2 separate regions of the Sus scrofa genome follow, and region 1 is linked to region 2. The links are chromatin contacts, called in public HiChIP or PLAC-seq maps. All regions are on one chromosome and are shown on one strand. Each heading gives the region's core, a stretch centred on a gene start, on an enhancer-like site or on the middle of the called end of the contact. The rest is flanking DNA. Distances are from core to core; before and after follow the strand shown. Region 1 holds the start of RPS6KA5 (ribosomal protein S6 kinase alpha-5). Region 2 holds the start of TTC7B (tetratricopeptide repeat protein 7B).

Region 1 (2,700 bases), core at 107-2,606, 230 kb after region 2:
TGGAACGACCCAAACCTCAGAACACGGGCGCTTAAGCGGGGCTTGTCAGTCGCTTTTACCTAGAGCTTTAAATTTACTGAGCCTTCTTCTCAAGAGACCTATGAAAGAAATTCAAGGCCAAGTATACTATTTCATGAAGACTGCAAATAAAAGCATTCAGTCCCTGGAGCTCGCGATCCCTCTTTAGGTCACTGGAGACTGGGCTCCTGAAAAGGCCGGCGGACAGTCACCCTTTTATCTTGCACAAGACCCAGCACCTTAGGGACCCCTACAGGGAACCAAAAGAGCGGAGAAGTGAGTCATGCTCCAAAACTAAGCGTCGTTCACCCTACACTGAGGAAGGCGCACCTTTCACCCTAGACAGGATGCAGTGACAGATGTGTCACCTGTGCGGGAAGGGGGCGCGAAGACATCCTCAGAGTCAGTGCCAACAGGCAGCAGTCGGCTGCTCCGCGGGCCCCAACGCCCGGCGCCCGCCGCTCATTCCCGGGCTCCGGAAAACTTTCGGCCAGCTCCCCTTGGACGCGCCCCCAATTCCCGGGACCCCTGGACTCCCGCCCCGCCCGCAGGGCCCCGCCCCCGGCCCGCCCCCCGCGCCCCCGGCCCGCGCGGACACCCGCGTGCCCTCGGGGCGCGCCCCCGCTCCAAGCCCGGCCGGCAGAGGGCGGGGTCGCTCACCGGTTCGCAGCTCGTGCTTGACAGTGAGGAGCTGCTCTTCCCCGGCTCCGCCGTCCCTGCTGGTCCCTGCGGCGCCGCCGCCGCTGCTGCCACCCTCCTCCTCCATCTTCTTCTTTCCCGATCCCGCGGGGTCCTCCGAGGGGACCCAGGAGACAGCGGACGCCCAGCCCTTCACAGCTCCCGCTGCAGCCCCAGAAGCCGGTATGCGGCGGCTCCAGAACTCGGACGCTGAGACGAGTAGCTTTCCCGCTCTGGCCGCACGGCTCGCTCCTTCGCCTCCTCCCCCTACGGCGGGCACCGCTAGTACCGCGCAACCAAACCGCCCCCTGCTCGGCCGCCTCCTCCTTCGAGCCGCTCCGCCCACAGCCAGCAAGATAGAGGAGCCATTCGAGCCGCCATCGTTTATTGGGCAAAGGGCGCGCGCATCTGTCAACGCCAGCTCCCATTGGACAACCCGCTCTGATGCTTCAGGAGCCGCCCCGCCCCGCTCCTCGAATTGTTGTTGCTTGGCGGGGTGGCAGGAGAGGGAGGAGCGCGGCTGCTCCGATTGGTGAGACCGGGGCTCTGCCCCGCCCATCTCCGCTGCAGCGCACGCGCAGTCGGGACCTTCCCTTCCCTGACATTCCCAGAACGGTCACACCCCTTATTCCCCAGCTTCATCTGTTAGTAAACAGTGTCTAGTAGTCAGGAGGCGCTCGGGGTCTGTGATTGGCTATTGCTGAAAGAGGCGGGGAGGGCTGATTGGAACTTTTGGTCCGCCAATCACCATGGACAGAGGAGGAGCTTGAGGAAAGCGCTTCTTACGCACGTGTTTGCAGACTTACCTGAGGGTCCCAGGCGTGAGTCCGCAGGTATGTGACCGATTGGAAGACAGCATGTGTTAAAGAGGTGTTACTCGCCCTCGTGAGCCCTAAACAAGTTAAGTGGGGTTCGTGCTTAAGTACGGGTAGTTCATAGATACAGCAAAAAAAAAAAAAAAAAAAAAAAAGTCACATTCCCAGCTCTCCATGAGGACTTTTGCAAAGAATAAACATTTCTATTTGTACAAGACGCATCAAAGGCTACAAAGATTAATAAAATGGAAGACAATTCTTGCCCCTAAACAGCTTTCAATAGAACATGAGAAGCAGACAATCTGCATATACACAGGAAACCGTAAAGCAGAATTTGAAATAAAACCAGTCGTACAAACTGTTAGAGAACTGCACAAATGGCAATAATTATTCTCAGTAGAGGAGCTGGGCAGGCTCTGAGGGCAAGAAGAGATTTGAGATAACCAACTTAAAGGATAGGTGAGATAGAAATACCAGCATCAAATATTTCACACAGAGATGGTAACTGTGAGCATAGACCTGGACATAGAGAAGGCAAGGGTGGGTTAAGTGATTAAGGTTGAGTGGAAGTAAGAGACAGGGCTAAAAAAGGTAAAGTTCATTAAGATAACAGAAAACCTTGACTACAGTGCTAAGCAGTGCAGATTTTATTTATTTATTTCAAAGAGTGGCTACAATATCAAGCTATTCTCTTGGAAGTTGTTACAGTGGTTAGATGAACTAAAGGGAGGAGGATAAAGATGGCAGAACAAGAACACTGTTCCAAAGATAGAACTTATGGGAATTTCTGGCAGTGGATAGATAATGTGGAAAGGAGAGGGTTAAAGAAACAAAATAAGATATAATTCACACAGAAGTGAATTTTTAAGCTAAGCCTGGATTAGATCAGGAGGAAAGAAAACTTTTTCCGTAAAGTGCCACATAGTAAGTAGTTAATTTAGGCTTTGCAGACCATGTGGTCTCTTTCAAAACTATTCCCCTCCCCTATTGCAGCATGAAGGCAGTCATAAACAATAAGTAAACTAGTGGATATGGCTGTGTTCCAATAAAACTTTATTAATGGACATTGAAATTTAATTTTCACGTGATGATATATTTTAATTCTTTTCAAATATTTAAAAATATAATAAAAATGTTTCTCAGCTCTTGTGCCATTAAAAAAAAAAAAAAAACAGGCAGGGGAAATCAG
Region 2 (2,700 bases), core at 43-2,542:
TGTCATTCATTCATTCATTCTTTCTTTCATTCATTCATTTGCTCGGCCAACATGTGCTCACCCAGCCTCAGGAAGCCAGAAATGAAAGAGGACAAAACCTCTGCCCTCTCACCAGTCCATTGCTGCCTGTGGTTTTGGCGGGCATGAAAAAACAAGCAAATATTAAGGATACTTGCTTCCAAAACAAATAAGACCACGTGGAGCTGCGCTCTGAAATGGCATTTGGGATGCAATTTTTCAACAGAGTCAACAAGGTCATAAACTGACTCCAGGCACCAGTTTCTCTTACTCAGGGGCTGGCTCAGACCCCCTCTTCCTCTAGGCCCCAAGCCCCTCACACACCCAATCCCATTTCCCCACATTCTCCAACCACACTCCTACCTCTCTCCACAATATTCTCCCTCCGGACTCCCCGAACTCTATCGCCCCCATACGCTCAAACCTGACCTCCCTAGATCCACAGCTCTGATATCCTACTCTCTGAACCCCAGGACACACAGCTCAACTGCCTTCCACCCCCCCCCCAACACACACACACACCCCAGGTCTGGGCGGCCACCTGGAGCCCCGGGAATGCCATATGTTTACGAAGCATGTTTCCCAGGTGTCTCTACTCAACACCTCTCAACGCAGGACCCCCATAAATACATCGTGACTCCCGAATACACCATACACACACCCTGGATCCCCATACATCCACACCCATGTCCTGAGGGCGCACCTCGCCTCCAACTTCTTAGAGCCCCGAGGCCGGCCCCTGACCCCTTGGGATCCTGGTGCAGCAGCCGACTCCTTGAGACCCCCGACCCCCTCACTCCGGAGAAGCCCGCCCTGCGCGCCGGAACTCTGGGACGCCAGGCACCCGCCGGCGGCCGCAGGACGCCGCCACCGCGTGACTCCCGGGGTCCCGGGGTCCCGAGGCCCTGGCCCCGCGCACACCCCCGGGCGCAGCGCCATCGCACCCCGGCCGCGCCCCTGCCCGCTCCCCGCGGCGCCTCAGGGGCACCCGGCCCGGCGATCCGCGGAGGCCGCGGCGCCCACCAAAGCCCAGGCCCGCGCGCCCGGCGCGTACCGTTGGCGATGAGCTTGGCCGACAGCTGCTTGACGAGCTCGGGGATCCGCTCCCACTGGCACTCGGAGCGGCAGCGCTCGATCTCCGTCTCCAGCCGCGAGCCCGCCTTCCTGGTCGCCATCGCGGCCTGGCCGGGCCCGGCCCGCCCGCCCGCAGGCCCCGCAGGCCCCGCCGCCGCCGCCGCCCGGGCGCCCCCGTCGCCGCCTCCCGCTGCCGCCGCGGGCTCGGGCTCCGGCTCCCGGCTCCGCGGCGTAACGGGAGCGCCGGCTGGGGAAGGGGCGGGGAGGCGGGCGGCGGCGGCGGGCGCGGCGGGGCCCCGGGCGCCGCAAGGAGCGGCCCCTGCCGGCCAGGGCTGGAGCCACAGCGCGGGCCGGGGTCGCGACCCAGGCGGGGGCCGGGGCCGGGGCCGGGGCCGGGGGCGGGAGGCGGGAGGCGGGGGGAGGCGCGAGGAAGGGCGCAGTGCAGCAGAGGCTGGGACCAGACGGAGACCCAGGTGCCCGACCTGGAGGCGGGCTAGGGCTGGGGTCCAGATCGAGGTGGAAGGGGTGAGGGCGGGAGGTGAGGAGGGGGAGGCGGTAGGGAACGGGCAGGATGGGGGAGGGAGACCTCGGAGAGAGGGAGAGAGGGAGGGACTGGGCGCCCCACAGACCCTCAGGAATAGGACCTAGAAATGACAGTGACCCCAGGGAAGGTCACGGGCCAGGCAGGGCTAGTGGGCCTGAGGTATGAGGCGGGTGTGACCAGGACGCCTGCCTGAGCTTGTCCTGCCATCTCAGGTTTCAAGGTGCTCCCTCTGGGCCTGGCTTGGCCTGTGCCCTTTAGCAGGCGCCTCTGCCCCAGGCAGCCTTCCCACCACCCAGCCCGAGGTGGGTGGAGACTCATCCTCAGCAGGCACCTGCCCAGGGTTCCACAAAAGTCTGTTGAGTTGAGGTGGATGGAGCCAGGCAAAAACTGCCAGCTCAGGGGCCAGCCCCCTTGCCCTCTGAGGAGGATGCAGAGTCACCAGAGGGGTTTCCTCGTCTTGGCCCTGCAGACTGAGAGCCGAGGACAGGTGTCCAAACTGTGCCTTCTTTCAGTTATCCCTGAACTACATAGGGACCACCTACTATGTGCTAGACCCTGTTTGAGGTGCTGGGGATATAGCAGAAAACTAACAAAATACCTGCCTTTGTTCCATTCCAAGCAGAGAAATAAATGAGCAAAATGAGGTCATAAATTAGAAGGTTAAAATGGCTGTTTGAAGAAACACAGCAGGGTGGGTCCAATGAGGCAAATAAAGAGTTGAAGGAGTGGAGGGTTTGCAGTTTTGAATGGGGTGGCAGCGGATGGCCTCAATGAAGTGGCATTGGACTTGAAGAAGAGGAGAGAGCCCCGGGGAAAGAGCATTCTGGGCACAGGTAACAGCAGGTGCAAAGACCCTGGGAGCATATTTAATGAGCTGGGGGAATGATGGAGGCCTGAGAGGCTGGAGTGGAGGGAGGCAGGAAGGCGGAGAGGGAGAGCACCGGGAGGGGCATGGGAGTTGCAGTCCGTGTTGGGCCTGTGGGCCAATAGGGAGACTGACTTTTCCTCTGGCGAAATGGGACATCATCCATGCGGGACTGTTAACAGAAGAACGTCATGAGATA

What was found. HiChIP or PLAC-seq counts read pairs in DNA pulled down with a chosen protein or histone mark.
Region 1: an H3K27ac HiChIP or PLAC-seq map of alveolar macrophages shows a contact between it and region 2. The contact joins the promoter of RPS6KA5 here to the promoter of TTC7B in region 2. A contact is called at or near these places in 1 of 5 promoter capture datasets (liver), 1 of 47 Hi-C or Micro-C datasets (heart right ventricle) and 1 of 2 datasets of contacts at active chromatin or transcription factors (alveolar macrophages).

Annotation. Positions count from the first base shown.
Region 1 is chr7:112,752,310-112,755,009 of Sscrofa11.1, forward strand. It overlaps RPS6KA5 (ribosomal protein S6 kinase alpha-5), which reads right to left and starts at 1,357. Exons shown (of 17, transcript XM_021099611.1): 1 at 679-1,357. The coding sequence starts at 1,255. C7H14orf159 (UPF0317 protein C14orf159 homolog, mitochondrial) reads left to right here and starts at 1,410. Exons shown (of 20, transcript XM_021100082.1): 1 at 1,410-1,529.
Region 2 is chr7:112,517,831-112,520,530 of Sscrofa11.1, forward strand. It overlaps TTC7B (tetratricopeptide repeat protein 7B), which reads right to left and starts at 1,293. Exons shown (of 20, transcript XM_021099609.1): 1 at 1,073-1,293. The coding sequence starts at 1,193.